7 separate regions of the Mus musculus genome follow, and all the other regions are linked to region 6. The links are chromatin contacts, called in public promoter capture Hi-C maps. All regions are on one chromosome and are shown on one strand. Each heading gives the region's core, a stretch centred on a gene start, on an enhancer-like site or on the middle of the called end of the contact. The rest is flanking DNA. Distances are from core to core; before and after follow the strand shown. Region 1 holds the start of Mesd (mesoderm development LRP chaperone). Region 2 holds the start of Det1 (de-etiolated homolog 1 (Arabidopsis)). Region 3 holds the start of Aen (apoptosis enhancing nuclease). Region 4 holds the start of Abhd17c (abhydrolase domain containing 17C). Region 5 holds the start of Mfge8 (milk fat globule-EGF factor 8 protein). Region 6 holds the start of 2900076A07Rik (RIKEN cDNA 2900076A07 gene). Region 7 holds the start of Mrpl46 (mitochondrial ribosomal protein L46).

Region 1 (2,700 bases), core at 61-2,560, 2.4 Mb before region 6:
TCAAATCTACTCCAAATTTTCTTTCCAGAATCTCACAGTGGAGCCCAAACCAGTTTGAAATTTACTATGTAGCCCAGGTTTAACTAAGGCTAGCCTCCTCCACTAGTCTCTTAAGTGCTGGAATTACAACCTTGCACTACCATGGCCCCACTACTCCAATTCTTCTGTTGGGTACAGAGAACAACAACAGGAGTCCCCCCTTTTTAAGTCAAATCCAACAGGTGGATATTTTAAATGTATGCCCAAAAGTCTTACCTCCTTCCAACAATATAGTTAGCCACAAGTTAAAAAAAAAATCAGCATTGGAAACAAACTCTGAAAAGTTCTCTGGCAGAGAACCTTACACAGTGAATATAGCTATGTGTGTGATTCCTTTCCATCAGCTGTGCCAATCAAATACGACAGTACAATCAAGGGCTGCAGTGTACTTTTGATCAGGAATCCCTCCTTAGAACCTTTTGCATACCCCAAATGCAATCAAGTAACAGACCAGAATTCGGCCTCTCACAAAACAAGTCCACTACTCCCATCAATGAAAAACCTGAGTTGCATATGAGATATGCCTTAGTTCCCTTTACCAGTAAAATAAACCCACCCAAGAAATTACAAAAGCCCCAGCAGGAATATACACCAAAAGAAGTCGGAAACCCTCTATATTTGGAAAGATCTCTATCAAAGCTAAAAAAAAGTTGAGAGACCACCTTTAGAACCCATTCACTCCAGAACAGGAGGAGGAAGGAGGGAATGCTCTTCAGGAGCGCTCGCTCCCTGTTCGCGGCTCACAAACCACCAAGATCAATGTAGAGACCCCTGCGACATAGCAAGGAAAGTAGGGCTTGACTGGTGAGAGTCCAAGTGCTGACTGGAGTGGCTGAGGAGCCATGATAGCGAAAGACACTGGGCGAGAGGCCTGAGCCGTGGTGGAATGAAGAGAGACGCGGGAGTCAACGGGTACTGGGAGACATTTCAAGAAAGACCCTCAGAGGGCAGCGAGCGGGATCAGGGGACAAAAGTCAGAAGGTCAAATGTCCGAGAGGGTAAGGGTTAGGAGAAAAGGGATCTGTATGGGAGATGCTCAGAAGTGTGCAGGCGACACAGACCTCCCACTGCTCCAGAAGTCGCGCCATGTCGGCATCGTTGTAATCGCGGATGTCCTTCTTTTTCCGTGGAGGTGGGGTGGCCTCGCCCGGAGTGTCCGCCGCGTAGGCATTAGGAGGAGGGAGCAACAGAAGGTCCGAGGCACACAGAAACAGTAGAACCGCGCGCAGCCACCTGGAGGCAGCCATGTTAGCAGCCTAGCGTAACGGACTGCCCAGCGTAAGGCACAATGAGCCTGCGCAGACAGCGTGCGGAGTCCGGACGCCGGGGCCTCGCCCCCACCCCGCCCCCGGCCTTCCAATCCAGTCCCTAAGCGTGTTCTGCGCAGAACTAAACCCAGTACTTGACCCCGTCCCACCCTCGCGGACTCAAGTCCCAATGGCTCCGCCTCCGAGGAGTCCGTAGCCTACCGCACCCCGCCTCGTTCTGGTTCCTCCTGTCCGGACCTCATCCGGTAGCTCCGACCCCCTTGGCTCCGCCCACAACTGCATTCCCTTGGGGCTCCCAACCTCAGGCTCCTCCCCGTCATCGAGCCTTTCACCACTTGACTCCACCCCTCAGCCACGGTCTCCTGACTCCGCCCCTAGGGTACCGCCTCCTCACCAGACTCCGCCCCATAGCTCTGGGAGCTCACCTGGCTGGGGACCAAGGGTTCTTCCTCCTGGTTCCTCCCCTTGCCAGGCTCCGCCCCGCGAGCTCCGCCCCTTGGCCTGGCCAAACAATCTACTCTAGCTGGGTCCTGCCCAACTGTGCTTTCTCCACTATTTGGGGGTTTTGTTAGAAGTCAGCCCTTTTGTCTCTCATTCTCTAGCCAGGGTCTGAAAGTTCCCTCAGGGTTTCAGTGACAGAGTCCTCGAAGCCTATGAAATGAATGAGTTGGAAGATATGCAAACTACCTTGACCCTGAGGCCCTTTTCAGGGTGTTGACATTCAACTACGCTCCCTAGTAATTTCTAGCAAGAACAAACCGCCTGCTGAAAAGCTAAGGACAGCTAGGGCAACTTTTCTCGAAGACTGTAATTATAGGGTCTATTGTTATTCTGCTCCACGGATGATTTTCGACCCACCATTCTTTCAATATCACTGTCAATTAAACTGGAAAAAAAAACCCATTTAATTGATAACCATTTTTATTGTTTAAAATAGTTCCTGTCTCTTCTGATTTTCATCTACCACTGTGGCTTTAACCTATAGGACAAAACCACCCTAATTTTATTTTCTATTTTACAAGATTTTGACCACTAAGATCTTCAAAATTAAAATACTTGGGGTCAGAGATACTTTAAAGTTTCCTAAGCTTTAAGTGGCAGATCTGATTTCTTTAAAATTTCAAATTATATCATAAGACATGAAACCTTGGTGTAGTTGGAAAATATTCAAAAACTATACCTTAAGTACTGACCCCAAAGTGCCACATAATGCATACAATTTATTTCTATATTTACAAATGTATCTCAAGAATGGGTTTTCAATGTTTATATCAGCATACTGTGTTAATTACTAAGCATACTTGGGTTCTTTTTTTTTTTTTTTTTTTTTTTTTTTTGGTTTTTGCGAGACAGGGTTTCTCTTTATAGCCCTGGCTGTCCTGGAACTCACTTT
Region 2 (2,700 bases), core at 83-2,582, 2.7 Mb after region 6:
CCTAAATGCTGGGGTTATAATCTGTGGCCCCACCCCTACTGGCTCTTATTCTTGTATGAACTTGTGCAAGAGATGTATGTCCCCTTTGGGTCTCAGTTTCATCATGGGAAAGGAAGAGAGTTGTGGCTGGAAAGCTTTAGTAATATTTTATCAAGACTTCAAGTATTTAGGGCTAACAGGTTTAATACTTGGGATAACCTTAAGAGGCAGGTATAGTCATTTTCCAGAAAAAGGCATGAGGTTTCTAAAGCCAGCACCTAAGAATACTGAGCCTGGAAATGGTAGGACTGGGCCAGAAACCTATCATTCTCTTCATAGTCAGTCTATATCCCCAAGTCACCTTTCCCCTTTAGACCTTAATTTTCCTCTCTCCCTGGTCAAAGTCAACACATATCCCTTTCTCATGTGTTGGTCTGCAGAGATATTCATTCTCTGAGTCCTTTGGGTATGGAGAGGGTTGGGAGAGAGAGCAAGGCTCAACCTAGCCTCTAATTCTATATCCTATGTCTCAGAAGAGCTGGGGATATAGAATGGAGATGGCATGGGGGTCCAGAAGAGATAGACCACAATGGATTACTGATGGAATATTTACTGAGATTCTATAAGATGTCAAACCTTGTTATGGGGTGGGAGGTGGGGCTGGAACAGAAAATAAGACAAAAATCCCTGTTCTCAGTTTATAATCTACCAAAGGGAGGAGAGACACAACAAAGCAATACACATCAACAGAAACAGATATTTGACAGTGGTGGGTGAACAGTGGCGGTGGCTACCCAGAAGCCTTAAGAGAAGATATTTTGGGTTTGGTTTCCTGCCAAAGCATCAAAAATAAACCATACACCCAAATACAAACGCGCGCGCGCGCACACACACACACACACACACACACACACACACACACGCAAGCACAAAGGAGAGAAGCCACCGACTCACAGGGAAGAAATAGCTTGTAAGAAAAAAGAAAATTAAATGAAGTAACGTGTAGGTGAAAAGGCCAGTCAATGGTATTGGATTCATTTAGTACAGAAGCTTTTATTGTATCCCCACGTGCAACCACGAGCATGGAAAACGCAGTGACATGGTGCATGTATAATCCATCTTCCACCAGTATGCAAGAAGCAGGTGAAAACTTAACTCCTACTCATAGTAGTTATGAACGTGCCTTGGATCACTTGGTCCGGGGCTTATCCAGCCTCTATGGTCTCGATCTCTCCTCCGGACGCCAGGGTGCGCTGCGCCGCTCCTTAGCTGCATGGCGTCTCGATCTTCCGATCTTCCCTTCTCGCTGCGCAGCGCTTCCGGTAGCGGGCGGAAACCCGGGCTGGTGGCTGCCGACGCCGGGGTCCCGAGGCATGGTGGGGGCGGGGCCGGGGGAGGTGTGCGCGGAGCAGGCTAGGGCGACCCTTGCCCTGGCCCCATGAGCCAGGACTCGACAGGTGAGGACTTGCCCTTTGCGGCCCGCGAGAGCTCCGCGGCGGGCTCCTCCCCGCATGCTCGCCGGGTCTCAGGAGCTCCGGCCCCCGGCTTTGCCCGGGGAGGCCCCGCCCTGGGCTTTTCTTTCCGGGGGCGACCATGGGCATGTGTGTCTGCCTCTTGGCATCCTTTTCTTGTTTTGGAAGCAGTCGCCAAGAGTGTGGGGACATGTGCACTTGCTCCAACGAGGAATAAACCTTGCGTTCACACAATTAGTGACCCGCTTTAGCCAGGCTTTCGTTTCAGACCGCACCGCACCAAAGCGTCTACCATGTGCCAGCCCCAGGGCTGGAAGAGTATACCGCGGTGACCGAAGTAGACCTGGTTACTTCCATTAGAGAGGGTACAGTTCAACGAGGAGACTCAAACATTAAACACAACCATGCAAGCGACCGTGTAAATTAAAAAAAAAAAATGTGACAGATGACTAGAGAAAGAAACAAGAAAAAGATGAGTCCTTTAGGTGGGGTGGTCAGAAAGACTTCCCCAAAACTTGACACTACTAACGTTGCAACGAGAGAATTTATGGCGTGGACCGGAGAGAATGTCTTCCGGAAAATGAAAGTTCCCCTGTGGTTACCCACGTTAGCCAAGAAGATGGCTTGAGGTATGCCCACCGTTTAAGAAGGAAGCTTGCTACGTGTTAAGCACTGTGGTGGGCATACAACAGATAAGTGTATACTTGACCCAGAGAGATCACCATAAATATACACATTAGTAAAATACAGAGAGTTGCAATTGAGTGGCTAGTGTGTTGGAATCTATGTCTCACTAAGTGAAGGAAGGCCTTCAAAGACAGGATGATGAGGCTGATATTGGAGACAGTTCTCAAAGGTGAAGAATTTAGTGTCTACAAAAGACCAGATAGTAGAGTTCAGTGTGTGGTCTGTTGCAGTCACTCTGCTCTTTTCCTAGGGCTAAAGTGGCTCTAGGCAATATGCAAATGAGCGAGTGGCTTTCAGGGAAGGGTTCCTTCCAAAAAACAACCAGAGGTGGTAGTTTAGAGACCTGACTCCCTCTGGTCTGGCGGCTCTGCAAGCCTTTTAGATCTTTATCCAATGGATGTAGCTTGTATGAGGATAAGCTTGAAACAAAAGGATTGCAAAACAATACCCTGACTATGTGTTGTAAGGGTTTTGTTTGTTTTGTGGTCCTGGGGAATCTGTTATGCTGCTCTTTATGAAAGCCTTTGCCAGAACACTACTACCACCTCCAAGCTTTTGAGAT
Region 3 (2,700 bases), core at 64-2,563, 2.6 Mb after region 6:
CTGCCATGCTCCCACCATGATAATGGACTGAACCTCAGAACCTGTAAGCCAGCCCCAATTAAATGTTGTCCTTGTAACAGTTGCCTTGGTCACGGTGTCTGTTCACAGCAGTAAACCCCTAATCAAGACACAGGGTAAGTAGCAGTAAGATAGGAGGAAAGACCAGTCCTGTGTTTGCTGATGCCAGCATGTGTGTGAGTAAAGGTCCACTTAGCCAGGGGGAGGCCCAGTGACCCATGCTGACTCAATGGCTCTCAGCTTGCTCGTTCACTCTCCAAATAGCACCCCCTCTTTTAAAAACAGGTTGTCAGCAACCTCCTCATTTCCACAAACCACACCTCAAAGGGAGAAAATCTGGCTAAGAAGACCTGTGCTAACCCTGCTGATCATAGACTTTCCTGTCCCTGCCGGCAAGGTCTGAAAGAAGCTAAAATCAGGTCCCCTTGAGAAAAAGTCTCTGTACTTTTGTATTTGTGTTAAGAGATAAAAAGCAGCCATTTCCTATAGTCCCTCACCCTGTGAACATGTCAGAACCAACAATTACAAAGAGAACGTCCACAGCCTGCAGCCCTGAATGGAGCTCAGCTTAGTTGGAGAGAAGAGGACACAGTCCTTTCAACAAGGCCACGTACAAATATTCCATATCTTAACTCTGGTCAGTATGGTAGGCACGTGGCCTTCAAGTGAGGGTCCCTGACCCAAGAGGATTCCAGATGAGAAGGCTCCCAAGAAGCTACAAAGCCAGAAACGTCACTGTCATAAGGGCCCCACCTGCCATGCCCTGCCTGCCATGCCCAGGTCTCTGTCTGTCTGTCGAGACCCTGTTCTAGCACAAAGTAACCGGATGGCATCAACCGTTCTAGGTAGAAGGCAAAGTTTGGGGATTAGGACCCGAGATCCCACCCTCAAGTCACGATTGCGATAATCATCCCAGTTTGAGAAAGGGTGGCGCAATAAAGGTCCCCGATGCTGCCCAAAAGCTTACCAGACCAATTTTAAACAAAACAAAACAAAAGTACGAGGACAGTCCGCGCTCACCAGCTGAGGCGTCCAGAGGACGCTCAACGTCCGCGCCGTCCCCTGAGGCCCACCGGCCCCGAGTCCGGCCAGGACCACGTGAGGCCGCGCCCCGGCCTAGTTGCAAACCAACCCGTCCCGAGAGCCACAGGCGGCTGGCGACAGAAACGGGCGGCCCGGGACTCCCTGTGGCCGTCCCCTAGCTCACCTGAAAACCCGGCCGCGCTTTCCCAGGTTTCACGTGGAACCCTTGCCGGGTGCGGAAGCTCCTTGCCCGGACAAGCCCGGCTTCGGCTACCTGTCTATTGGTTCTCTGGGGCGTAGCGCCCGCCTAAGGACTCTTCTGATTGGTTGATCCTGCTCCTCCTCAGTAAGTGTGCCAACTGGAAGGGGTGGGGCTACCGAAGGAAGAGGGCGTGGCCTGCGCCGGGATAGGGCAGCGTTTAGGAGGTTAGCATAAAACCGAATGGAACGTCCGGTTTCTGACCCGACGCCTAGTGAACCGCAACCTTCAAAGACTTAAAGCCTCAAAGAGCACATCCCGATCTGCCTCGGGGAACTGCAGCCCCTCCAGGCTTGGGGTTGTGAGAAGTCCGTGAAATAATACAGTATTCGTTAAACTTGGGGGAAAAAAAATCAGGTTTGCTTCTTCTGCACTGCTTTTTCAATATTTATTTGATTTGGGTTTTTTGTTTGTTTATTTTTTGTTTTGTTTTTTGAGACAGGATCTCAAGCTGTCCTCTCATTTTCTTTTTTTTTTTTTTCTAGTGTCAAGTTCACATAATGTCCTCGCTTTTTCTGTGTTAGCTGTGAATGAGCCTCTTGCCTCTGCCACCCTAGTGCTGGGATCACGCGTTTTGCCACCACACTCATCTTAAGTATTCCTTTGTGATTTTTTTTTTTTAGGAATGGGAGAGTTGCTCAGCGGTAAAAAAGGTGCTTGCTCTCTCTGTAATCCTGACAATCTGAATTTGATCCCTGAACCTTCTTAGCCTAGGCAGCTCTGGGCGTGGTTGCACACACCTTTGATCCCAGCACTCCGGAGGCAGAGGCGGGTAGATCTCCGAGTTCCAGGACAGACTGGTGTACAGAGCAAGTTCCAAGATAGCCAAAGCTACGCAGAGGAGAGAGGTAGAGAGGGGGAGAGGGAGAGACAGAGGAAGAAGAAGACGGAGGGAGGGCAGGCGAGCCAGATGCAGTGGTATTTATCTGTGACCTCAGTAACTCCTACAGTTAGATGATATATGGAGACAGAAAAACTAACTGGAGCTCTCTGGCCAGCTAGGGTAGGCAGAAACGAGATACCCCAATCAACAAGAAACTCCCTGAGCCAGGCGGTGGTGGCCCACGCCTTTAATCCCAGCACATGGGAGGCAGAGGCAGGCAGATTCTGAATTCGAGGCCAGCCTGGTCTACAGAGTGAGTTCCAGGACAGCCAGGGCTACATAGAAAAACCCTGTCTCGAAAAACCAAAAAAAAAGAAAGAAAGAAAGAAAGAAAGAAAGTCCCTGAAGTTGTCCTTTAGCCTGCATATGTGTGTTCAGCCCCTGCCCCTCCATGCACACACACACTTACACACAAAACAGGTTTTTAAAAGTAAGTTTAAAAAGGGAAAGCCGGAGGAGCTCATGGGCCCCAGAAGCAAATCTACTATTTTGCTAAACTGACAGCATCAATCTGCCC
Region 4 (2,700 bases), core at 88-2,587, 2.6 Mb before region 6:
AAACTCAGTCCACAAGGTTACTACTTAAAGTGGTACTGGTAAATCAATTTATATTAGGATGCTCAAAATTCTTTTTGTTTAAAAAATGTTGTAATCCTTCTTGGGACATTTATGAGGTCTGGAATGGTGACTGCCCACTGGGGCTCTGGTTGTATTCATTGCAGGTAGCCTAAAATGACCTCCTACCCCTGAAAGGAAAGCCTGGTGCCAAAGTCCAGAGGAGAGGCTCTGCCAACCGGACACCAGGGTTCACACGGTTTCAGAAGCCCTGAGAGTTATATTTGGAAAATCACTTAAAGCCTATAGCCAAGACAATAGTGGATTAAAATCGTTGTAACATGTCTTTCATGATTAAAAAGTCTGGCGCCAAAACAGTTCTAGAGAAACTAACATCAAAAAGGACAGATATGGAGTATCCAGTTGGCACCACAGGGGATGATGTAAGGGATGGGGGTGAGAGAGGACCGTGTTGACACCATTTGTTGTAAAACCAACAGGCTCTGCTGTAATTGTTATTACAGAAAGACCTGCGTAGCTGTACATACCCAACAGCCGCCTGCAACACGGGAACACGTACGAGATGGACCAGAGCATTTATGGTAGTGGCTGTTCAAGAAGTCTTGAATCTCAGCAAGTGGTGGTAGAGGCTAGAAGCATGTGAGTTCTAAACCAGTGTAGGCTAAACTGTCTCAAACAACCAAAAGAGAAAAAAATAGCATTGATTAGAGGAAAGCAAGGCATTTTTAATGTACTCAATTCTCTTTCTCAATAATTATCTTTTACATAAATTCCCAATAACTCCACCAGGACAGAAAGCTGGTTTTGGAGAACTGAATCCTAAAGTATCTGCACACCTACCTTTTCAATCCAGGATTGTCCCAACCGCTCTAATCTCTTCAGACCCCCGCCCCAATCGCGCTAAGCCCCGCCCCAGACTCCAGAGCCTCGCTTCGGACCGGGGAGTTTGTTCTAACGAGTAGCCCCGCCCAGATGCGCTAACTCCCGCCCAAGAGGCGGGAGCCCCGCCCAGCCCGGGGAGTCCTGCTTCAGACTGGGGCGTCCGTTCCGATGGGTAGCCCCGCCCGCCTGTGGGGGCGCGCGGCGCGGTAACCCGGAAGTGGCAGTAGCGTGCGGGGGCGGGGCGGCGCGCTGGAGCGGGCCATGGCCGCCGCCGCCGCGGGCTTTGTGTGCCGCGCGCGAGCCCCGGCCGTCCGCACCTCGCCGGGGCTGCGGGGCTGCCGCTGACCCGCCCCGCTCGCCGCGCCGCGCCCGCCTGGCCCCGCCCCTGGCCTCTCCGCCTTCTCGGCCGGCCTCCAGTTCTCGGCGCTCTCCCTCTGCGCTCCCTGCGCTTCCCTCCCGCCCGCGGCGGGCGCCAGGCCGCCCCGATGCCCGAGCCCGGCCCCAGGATGAACGGCTTCTCGCTCGGCGAGCTGTGCTGGCTCTTCTGCTGCCCTCCTTGTCCGAGCCGCATCGCCGCCAAGCTGGCCTTCCTGCCGCCCGAACCCACCTACACGGTGCTGGCGCCCGAGCAGCGCGCGCCCGCTCCCGCGGCGACCCCCGCGCCCGCCCCGGCGGCGCAGCCCGCTCCGGCCGAGGAGGGTGCGGGCCCCGGCGCGTGCAGCCTGCACCTGAGCGAGCGCGCCGACTGGCAGTACTCGCAGCGCGAACTGGACGCCGTCGAGGTCTTCTTCTCGCGCACGGCCCGCGACAACCGGCTGGGCTGCATGTTCGTGCGCTGCGCGCCCTCCAGCCGCTACACGCTGCTCTTCTCGCACGGCAACGCCGTGGACTTGGGCCAGATGTGTAGCTTCTACATCGGCCTGGGCTCGCGCATCAACTGCAACATCTTCTCTTACGACTACTCGGGCTATGGTGTGAGCTCCGGCAAGCCCTCCGAAAAGAATCTCTACGCTGACATCGACGCCGCGTGGCAGGCACTGCGCACCCGGTGAGCCCCGAGCCACGGTTGGGGTGCGGGCTTGTGCTCCCGGATTGTTGCATTCGCTCGAGATTGCAACAGCCCTCGGGGATGGAGAGCTCAGACTTAAAGGGTCCTGCCTGCTTTTCACTGGCCCGCGCGGCCTGGAGTCTTTGTGGCTCCGGTTAAACGCACGTGGCCGCTGTGGGGGATGCCAATGTACCGGCCAAACCAACTTGGTTGGGCTTGAGTTGTGTCTTGAGCTACGCGCAGACCCCGAAGGTCTGGTAGAAGTGACCTTGGGGTTTTCAGAGCCCTTGACAGCTGGGGAGAGACGATGACCTCTAAAAGACTTTCCAAGTAGAAAGTGTCCCTGGGGCGATGCCTGTGCAGCCCTTAAGGCTGGGTCGGGTCGGGTGTGGGGAGGACTTTGCCTCCTGGTCCCGCAGAGTATGTGGCACTGGGAGATCAGGAAGTTAGCTGAAGAACCTTCCCTAAACACCACCAGTAGCGCAGAGTGTTATAGGCGTGAGGAAATCTCTTGACCTTGAGTTAGCGTTCATAAAACTGGAAAGTATTTATTCAGGGTCTTTTATATGCTAAGCACAAATTGTTATATTCTGAGGACAGACCAGGTTGGGGGGGGGGGGAACTAACTTAAGTTTTACTCTGAACTTAGACATTTGGTTTGCGGGAAAGTCAAGTGACCTGACCAGTTTTGGTGCTTGTGACCTTCCCATGCAATCCCCATAGCACAGGTGGCAACCGTACCTGAGGTCCTG
Region 5 (2,700 bases), core at 51-2,550, 2.4 Mb after region 6:
GTCAGCTTTGTGGACTTGGGCTCTCTGCTTCTGTCTGCCTTCCTGATCGATTTGTGGGGATTGAGTTGAGGTAGCCGCACTCGCTCAGCAAATGCTTTACCCACTGAGCCATTTCTTTAGCCAGATCTATCTATCTTTCTATCTTTCTTTCTTTCTTTCTTTCTTTCTTTCTTTCTTTCTTTCTTTCTTTCTTTCTTTCTTTCCTTCTTTCCTTCTCTCTCTCTCTCTCTCTCTCTCTCTCTCTCTCTCTTTTTGTGATAGAATCTCATTCTGGTGGTTAGGGTAGCTGAAGATTCACCATGTTGTTCAAGCTAGCCTTGGACTTCCTTTAATAATCCAGTGTGCTGGCATTATAGGCTTGAACCACCACAGTGGCCAAAATCCTAAAATATTTCTAATTTGGGACTTTTACACAAGTTTGCCAATTCCTTTTTTTTTTTTTTTTTTTTTTGGCCTTTTCATGGTTTCTAAAGACGTTATGTCATCCTGTAGTGTCATTTTGCACAGATGTCTATCTAATGGAATGGTTGTGCATCTCTAAGCATTACTGCTAGGTCTTAAGGCGTTGATATGTGACATTTTGAAAGACATTACCAAATAAAGAAGCTGAGCTGGCGTATACTCTGTCCAAGGTCCGCGTGCCTCAGCCTGTTTGCCCCACAGCCTCTGCTGTTAACAGCCTGACACTTGCCGATCTGATAAAGGAGGAAACACTGTACTCATTGTAGCCTGAATTTGCTGTTCTCTGATTACAGATAAGAATTAGCATTTAAACTCTAAACAGTTATTTTTAATTAACTAAACAACAAATAATCAATAAACTCACACATTTAGGAAACAGGGTCCCATTCTATAGCCCAGACTAGTCTGGAACTCAATATGGATGGAGCCCACTCTGGGGATCCGATCTGGAACTGTCTGATCCTCCTGATTCAGCTTCCTAACAGTTGGGAGTACAAGCGTGAGCCACCACCACTCCTGGATTATTTTATTTTATTTATCTTTGCTGGGTTGGGGATCGAATCTAGGGTCTCCAGCATGCTTAGGAAAGCACTCCATTATCCAGCCACTTGTTAAAATTCCTCCTGAGCAATTTCCCCCTGTCCAGTCTATTCAGGAAGCCGGGGCCTGGCCTCAGGCTGAGGACTGGCAGCGGCATCAGGGCGTGGCTCGCCGGGAGGCTGAGGCACTGGACCCCCCACTTCAGCCCTCCCTCTTCCCACTGTGGTCTCGGAGCTCCGCCCAGAGTCCGCCCGGGGCTGTACGGGGCGGAGCCCTTGGGCCAGTGGGCGGAGCTGAGGCGCCTGATTTATTCCGGAGTGAGAGGAGCGGACGCAGGAACTCTCGAGTCCCAGCATCAGAGCGCGTGGACCTTTTCCCGCGTCCCGCAGCATGCAGGTCTCCCGTGTGCTGGCCGCGCTGTGCGGCATGCTACTCTGCGCCTCTGGCCTCTTCGCCGCGTCTGGTGAGTCCCTCTGGCCTCGCCCCTGTTCTGCCCGCCGCTCGGAAGTTCTCAGCGACGCCCTCCCTCTACTCCTACTGTTGACAAACTTGAGCAGAGCCTGGAGGGGGACGCTCAGGGGTAGGAGAGGCGAACGTGCCTCTGTGCTCTCTGCCCTGGGGCCTTGGGGCTGTGATAAGTAGCTTTTGCACTGAGTGGTGACCCTGGACACCCGGTGACAGCCTGGCCTCCCCCCCCCCCCGGCCCCCTCAGGGATGTGACTTACACATAACAAAGGAATCCGCTGCGTCGTGCCTCTTTCTTTTTTACCGCGTCTGTAAAGTGAGGCCACCGAACTGTGTCTGCTTTCCAATCCAAACAATTTGGGAGAGTCTAGGACTCTTGTGCGGGTACAACTCAAGCTAACGTTACCTGAAACTCTGTCCTGAACCCGCCTGGTTAGAGAATCCAATGAACTTTTGTGTCCCACTTGTTGGTGTTTGATCAGATAAGGGAAGGAATGACAGAGGGGTCAGTGCGAGAGACTGGCTTGTAGGTGGGGCTGGTCTGGAACTTAGAAAAGGGCTTCCTGCCCCCGGCTGACCTTGGCCAGCTGCTTTATCTCCCCTAACCCTTCTCCTCCTCCTCCTCCTCCTCCTCCTCCTCCTCCTCTGCTCTGAGGTCCCCAGTAGACGTCTGGGCTTCTTGCGGGATGCTGCTGGAGAGAGTTCATCATGAAAAAGCAGTGCCCACGTGGGGCAGCCCCTAAATCCTTTCTCATAGAAACGGGACTGGCGGCGGGACTGGAGTGATCACAGGCAGGAGAGATCACAGCTGTGTTCTGTCGCCCAGCACAGGATCTGACCTCGGGGTTGGAGCTGAAGGCATTGGGTGCCCCAAGCTTCCACGACCTGGAAACTCCTGGTCTGTCCACTCAGCTGGAAAGATGCTTGGGTCTCCTCTGACCCTTTCCACCCCTCCTCTTTGCCCCCCCCCCCCCAACCTGCACCCTGGCCAAATGTTCCTGGAGACACTTCCCAGAGAAGGACCCTGAAATCCCATAGGATTTTTAGAGGAGCTGGCCTCTCCTGGTCTCATATGCAGGTGGCCAGCCTCAGTCCCAACGCCACTGCTTCTGGCCACCTTCCACTTTCTGATTTCCTCTCTGAACCCTTGGTTTGGTTCCTGGTGCAGGTGTAGGGAAGGCTGAAAGCGGGGCCCTTGTTGGTATTGGGTGCCTAGGCCTTGGCCTATCCAGA
Region 6 (2,700 bases), core at 77-2,576:
GGGGAGCTCAGATCTTGCTTAAGACCCCCAGGGTTTTCTATGCAATAACAGGCAATAGGTAAGGAAGATTCCCATGTTTGCCTTCTGTTGCTACACAGTACACCGGGAACGGCAGACACGGCAAACTCATCTCCATCGAGAGCAGCACTTCTCAACCTTCCCAATGCTGTGACTTTAATACCCTCATGTTGTGGTGACCCCAACATACAATTATTTTTGTTGCTACTTCATAACTGTAATTTTGCTACTGTTTTGAATTGTAATGTAATGTCTGTATTTCCAGTGGTCTTAGGTGACCCCTTAGGTGAAAGGGTCATTTGATCCCAAAGGGGTTGTGACCCACGGTTGTGACCCACTGATCTACAGGGTCAAACATGTTGATGGCTGACGAATGACTTTCCTTTGGTGGACTCACACCTTATCTAAGCTTTATATATATGTATGTTCGTGTCTTTGTGAGTGAATGACATATGTGTGTGGTGCTCAAGGAGGCCAGAATAGTGTGTTGGACTCCTTGGGTCCTGAGGTACAAGTGATTTGATATAGGTGCTGGGAACCAAACTCAGAGCCTCTGGAAGTGCCACAAATGCTCTTAACTACTAAGCCATCAGGCTAGTATCTAAGTGCACCTCACTACTGTCTTCACTCCTTCAATTTTCCAACCTCCTACCCATCCACGCACACCATCAGAAAGCAATATAAAAACTCCTTTGTACAAGAATTCTATGGGATTTTAGAATCTGTCCTCAACAAACCATGCAACTTTCCACCGCCTCCTTGCTGCCCTTTTCTAACATTAAATGCCTTTGCTGACACATTCAAGAAACTTAAAAATCACCCACTGCGTGTGCATGTGCTCACGGGCGCTAAAATTACTGCAACAGGTGATTCCTCCCTCAGGCAAGAGTCATCGATTCGGAATGCCTGGATTTACAGAGCCAATATTCAACAGCTCTGTGCATGTGAATATGTGTTTGTATGTGTGCATGTATGTACGTACGTATGTGTGTGTGCTTAATTTAACTTCAGTCTGTGTGACCGCGTATTTCTCCTTCCATATCTACCCACCATTCCGTGGGCTAGCAACCCTCTTTGAAAAAGATGGAGAAAAAACAAACACAGAGAAGGAAGATCGATAGCCGGGCAGCTTACCCATCTCTTCTCCCATTCCTGGGACGCCTGCCACGTCAGCCACTTACCTGGACACCATAGTCACCCGCCGCACAAGGTGGCCAAATACTGGGTCAACTTGGCGAGACAAAAGCCGCTAGCATCAGGTGTCAGGCTCTCGGTCATAATTTCTCCCTCCTTCCGGTGGAAAATGAGTCCACTTCCGGCTTCTTAGCCGTAGGGAGGAAGTTCCACGTCAGGCACCGCGCGGCGCGGCTGGGCTTGGCTCTTCCCAGTGCGCATGCTCAGAGCGAGTCCTCTGCTGCTTAGCGTCTAGCTGCGTGGCGTCTGGATCGTGGGAGACTCGGGGGCCGGCTTGTAGCTCCTGGGTGGGTGTGGAGAGCTGCCGCATTGTTTTGAGTATGCTATTCTCTGCTCCCCTGGCAGGCGGCATCCTGGGGACTGAAGTACGCCGTCCCGCCCCTGCGACACTCCTCTGCGTTCTTGTGCTACCCAGCCCTGGCTGTTAAGCTTCTCAGTGTTCTTCATTCTTGCCACCCTGCTTATAGAGAGCAAAGCGTGCACTGCACCTCAGTAACCTTTACTCAGTCGCTCTCTTGACTCCCCCTGGTTGCAAGCCCATGCATATTCATCCAGGAAAGGACCAAGAGCTTCCTAGCCTTGATCATGGGTCTAGGAAGATAAGTAAAATCACTTTTGGATAAATTTCCTGAGGATAGACCTCAAATGTTGAGAGACTAAAACAAAAGACATTTGACATTTGCGCCTTGGTAGAGGTAGGCTTCCTCTGTCATTTTGAATATGATATCTTTGCCTTACTTAGTTTCTGGTGATCGCTAAAAATCCTGTGTGTGCTTTGACTTGAGGCAGCATGGCCCTACTCTGTTGTCAAACTTTGTTCTCCTTATTTCTGCTTATTGCTGTGTTTTACAAGGACATCCATCCTGTTGGATTAAAAAGCCCAGCTTATTCCAGTTCACATTGTGAGGCTGCAGAAAAGACTTAAGATTTCAGGGGCGGCAATTACTGAGCACCCTAGTAAGCTGCCAGAGTTCTCCAGGAATGTGCAAACCAAATGCTAAAGTAAACTAAAAGTAAGCAGGTTTAGAACAATGAGTTCAGAGTTCATTTGGATGCTGCGAGTTTGAGGTCAGAATTTGAAGCAAAAAGAACAAAATAAGAAACATAGGTGTAATGAAAGGACCTTACATGCAGTCCAAACATACAAGGCTTTTGGATTTAATATACAAAATCAGGAGCAAAAATGTTACCTTGTTTATCAGCTTGAGCCAAATCTACTTCATTTCTCTTACTCATTTAAGATGTAACTTTTCTGGGCATGGTAGCACACTACTTTAATACCAGCCTTCAGGGTTCAACACCAGACTGGTCTACGTGGAGAGTTCCAAGCCAGCCAGAGCTATACAGTGAGAAGCAGAAAGGAGAAGGAGGAGGAAGGAAGGAAGGACGGACAGAGAGCCAGGGCTACAGAGTGAGACCATTACACTCACTTTCTAGGCTTGGCCTGTGCTTTTCTCACCCTGGCATAGGTACACACGGGCATAGGCA
Region 7 (2,700 bases), core at 156-2,655, 2.7 Mb after region 6:
CACAGGTTCCGAAATGCCTTTCTAGAGGCATCACAAGCCAGTTCTGACAGCCTGCCTTTCCACAGACGTTACCCTTGCCTGCCACGATCACAATGATCTTGTCCAGCTGAGATCCTAGTCACTTCCACAGTCCACGGTACTTAGTCTTTCCTGAATTCCTCAAGTGTGCCTTACTCTCTTAAATGTCCAGCCAGTTCTTACCTCTATTATCCTTTTGATCAGATTATGGTTAATACATTTGCCTGTGTGTTGTTTTTGCAAGTTGTGTACTACTTCTGGGGAGACATAACCTATATTTCCTGTATTTATCCTGGTACTCAACAGGTAGTAGTAGCTTTTGTAACTGTTAAACAGATGTGAAGGTAAGTGAACATATATACCGCCTGCATATTAAGTATTTCTACTAGTGGGATGCTGCAGGATGCCAGGTCCCAGGGCTAGGCACGAAATTAAGAAAGGCACAATCTAGATGTGCAGTTAGTGTGGTTCTTCAAGACATTTTATGTTGGAGGCAGAGAAAGCTGCTAGTCGGATCTAAAGCTTATCTCACAAGGAAAAGAAAGCTGGTATTTATATACATTGGACACTTAGCTAACAGTTGCTAATTGAACAGCTACCTTATGCCCCTGCTCATCCCTCTATTTTCCCAACAACCCCTCTAAGCATTATCTCCACGTATAGTGTGCTGATTTGCACAAGCTCCCACAGATGGCAAATGACAGCCAGGAATTAACTTTTTCTATGATTTTGGACGGTGTCGGGCAGAAGTCACAGGATGCAACTTTCCAGAGCGCTGCATCCACTTACCCTCACCTGAAGCGACTTGGAGCCGCTTCCCTTTCAGTGTTCTGCCTGGCAGCTGAGTCTTCTAATCTCGGGGCTCCGGTGTGGATATTCTTAGCTGGGGCAATGCCCACAAACCTGGGGGGCAAAAAAAGAGAGAGAGAGAGAGAGTACGATGAGGGACTGGATTAACGGTATTTTGGGGGGTTCAAGTGGCACATAGGTCTGGAAGGAAGGTAGGCGGGCAGGCTCGAGAGTGACAGTGGGTTCGAAAGAGTAATCCTTACCTGGTCATTCCATGTCCAGCCCAGGACCGCAGGAGCCACGACCCGGAGTTTCTTAAAACCTGCATGACTGAAATTGACCCTCCGCGGCGCTTGGCTTAGCTCGAGCCAGCACCATGAGCCTCTGTGGGGGTGCTCACAGACAGGAAATCACCTGATTGCTCTTAAATAGTCCTGTAAGTATTTTTTCTTCAAATTTAAAGCTCTATAAAACCATTTATGTAGGAACTTTCCCCTTTCTAGTGGTCTAACACTAGAATTTCACCTACCTCCCCCAAAGGGAATGGTTCATTCCACTCGGTAAACCCGCCCCTCGCCGGCCCGCGTTGCCTCATGGGAACCTGGGGTTGGCTGAGGGCTCTGCCGGGCGCCGCGGTACCTTGTGGGAAGACAGAAAGATGGCGGCGCCCGTAGGGCGTACTCTTTTAGGGCTGGCTAGAGGCTGGCGGCAGCTTGACAGGTTCTGGGCAGGTAGTTCTCGTGGCTTGTCCCTTGAGGCTGCGTCCTCAAGCAGCCGGTCTCCATGGCGCTTGTCGGGCGCCTTGTGTCTGCAGCGGCCACCGCTGATCACCAAGGCGCTCACTCCATTGCAGGAAGAGATGGCGGGTCTATTACAGCAGGTAAGGCAGTCACGGGCTTCCTGGTGCGGCGGAGGGAAGCAACAGTATCAAGGAGGTCTTGATTTCCATGGAGACTCTGGTACTTCGTGTGACCTTGAGCAAACGTTTCATTTCTCGACCTTTAGTGACATCTGCAAGATGAAGTTACCGTACTGAGTTGGGTTAGGATATAGCAGGTGTTGAAAGAGTTTAGTTGGCTTGTTTTCTCTTGATCATTCGGTGTGGATAGCTTCCTTCTTGTTCATTCAATACTGTAGGGATCCGGGGGCAAACAGGAATCACTCCCTTTAACTTAGGAGCTCTCAGACTATAGAGAAGTGTTTGTGATGTTAGGACGAAAGTCGTGGTGACTGTGGGCACATCCTTAAGATAATGCGGTAAAGTTTGCTTTACCTCAGGGAGCAATTTCTGTGAAAGACAAAAAACCCAAGTGTTGTTGCTGTTGGGTCAGGAGATAGTGATGGAAGGTCTTCCGTATCCCTAGACTCCAAAAGGCTTTTGTCTGGAGAATACTAATGGAAACTCCCGTCAGTGCTTTTTGCTCAATGTATTCACTCACTTGACTTTTTTTTTTTTTTTTGGTAGTCCTTTTTCTTTCACCATAAAGGTATTCGTAGCCAATACTGTGCGTCTGTGTGCAAAGTGATAGGCAGTTGTGGATGTGACAGGCACATCGCTCTGCTTCGCAGAGAGTTTCCAGGTACTGGAATTAGGGATACAATCAGTAACCAGTCTTATGACTAATTATAGACTTTGGTAAGTGCTATTAAGGAAAACATAGAGTACTAGAAGAGTTTTACACAGGACCACATAGGTTTTATTTTCCTGAGAAGTATCCAGGAATATCTTTCTGAGAAAGAGGTATTTGAGTTGAAATAAGAAGGATGGATAGAAATCTGGAAGAAATGGCATGAGGAGAAAGAGAGACTAGGAAGAAGGATGTTGGAAAGTCTTCATGGCAGGAAAGTCCTTGAATAGATGCTGATCAGAGACGAGTAGACCTAGTGTGTGGG

Evidence for each region. Promoter capture Hi-C pulls out the DNA fragments that hold promoters and counts their contacts. Capture Hi-C pulls out chosen DNA fragments and counts their contacts.
Region 1: a contact with region 6 is called in a promoter capture Hi-C map of pre-B cells, with 4 times the contacts expected there. The contact joins the promoter of Mesd here to the promoter of 2900076A07Rik in region 6. A contact is called at or near these places in 1 of 39 promoter capture datasets (pre-B cells) and 2 of 484 Hi-C or Micro-C datasets (CD8 T cells and uterus).
Region 2: a contact with region 6 is called in a promoter capture Hi-C map of pre-B cells, with 5 times the contacts expected there. The contact joins the promoter of Det1 here to the promoter of 2900076A07Rik in region 6. A contact is called at or near these places in 2 of 39 promoter capture datasets (neutrophils and pre-B cells) and 2 of 9 other capture datasets (adipose tissue and liver).
Region 3: a contact with region 6 is called in a promoter capture Hi-C map of adipose tissue, with 6 times the contacts expected there. The contact joins the promoter of Aen here to the promoter of 2900076A07Rik in region 6. A contact is called at or near these places in 1 of 39 promoter capture datasets (pre-B cells) and 2 of 9 other capture datasets (adipose tissue and liver).
Region 4: a promoter capture Hi-C map of liver shows a contact between it and region 6, with 4 times the contacts expected there. The contact joins the promoter of Abhd17c here to the promoter of 2900076A07Rik in region 6. A contact is called at or near these places in 3 of 39 promoter capture datasets (cranial neural crest, liver and neutrophils).
Region 5: a contact with region 6 is called in a promoter capture Hi-C map of liver, with 2.5 times the contacts expected there. The contact joins the promoter of Mfge8 here to the promoter of 2900076A07Rik in region 6. A contact is called at or near these places in 1 of 39 promoter capture datasets (pre-B cells) and 1 of 9 other capture datasets (liver).
Region 7: a contact with region 6 is called in a promoter capture Hi-C map of liver, with 6 times the contacts expected there. The contact joins the promoter of Mrpl46 here to the promoter of 2900076A07Rik in region 6. A contact is called at or near these places in 3 of 39 promoter capture datasets (liver, neutrophils and pre-B cells) and 2 of 9 other capture datasets (adipose tissue and liver).

Annotation. Positions count from the first base shown.
Region 1 is chr7:83,890,876-83,893,575 of GRCm38.p6, reverse strand. Mesd (mesoderm development LRP chaperone) reads right to left here and starts at 1,310. Exons shown (of 3, transcript NM_023403.4): 1 at 1,101-1,310. The coding sequence starts at 1,286.
Region 2 is chr7:78,845,843-78,848,542 of GRCm38.p6, reverse strand. Det1 (de-etiolated homolog 1 (Arabidopsis)) reads left to right here and starts at 1,332. Exons shown (of 5, transcript NM_029585.3): 1 at 1,332-1,436.
Region 3 is chr7:78,894,540-78,897,239 of GRCm38.p6, reverse strand. Aen (apoptosis enhancing nuclease) reads right to left here and starts at 1,313. Exons shown (of 4, transcript NM_026531.5): 1 at 1,226-1,313. It overlaps Gm39039 (a long non-coding RNA gene), which reads left to right and starts at 1,458. Exons shown (of 2, transcript XR_882236.1): 1 at 1,458-1,657.
Region 4 is chr7:84,150,530-84,153,229 of GRCm38.p6, reverse strand. It overlaps Abhd17c (abhydrolase domain containing 17C), which reads left to right and starts at 1,337. Exons shown (of 3, transcript NM_133722.2): 1 at 1,337-1,948. The coding sequence starts at 1,386. It overlaps LOC117997403 (a long non-coding RNA gene), which reads right to left and starts at 1,090. Exons shown (of 3, transcript NR_169136.1): 1 at 859-1,090; 2 at 546-684.
Region 5 is chr7:79,147,660-79,150,359 of GRCm38.p6, reverse strand. It overlaps Mfge8 (milk fat globule-EGF factor 8 protein), which reads left to right and starts at 1,300. Exons shown (of 9, transcript NM_001045489.1): 1 at 1,300-1,465. The coding sequence starts at 1,393.
Region 6 is chr7:81,522,176-81,524,875 of GRCm38.p6, reverse strand. It overlaps 2900076A07Rik (RIKEN cDNA 2900076A07 gene), which reads right to left and starts at 1,326. Exons shown (of 4, transcript NR_160675.1): 1 at 1,200-1,326.
Region 7 is chr7:78,781,794-78,784,493 of GRCm38.p6, reverse strand. Mrpl46 (mitochondrial ribosomal protein L46) reads left to right here and starts at 1,405. Exons shown (of 4, transcript NM_023331.2): 1 at 1,405-1,687. The coding sequence starts at 1,466. It overlaps Mrps11 (mitochondrial ribosomal protein S11), which reads right to left and starts at 1,363. Exons shown (of 6, transcript NM_026498.2): 1 at 1,071-1,363; 2 at 814-921. The coding sequence starts at 1,135.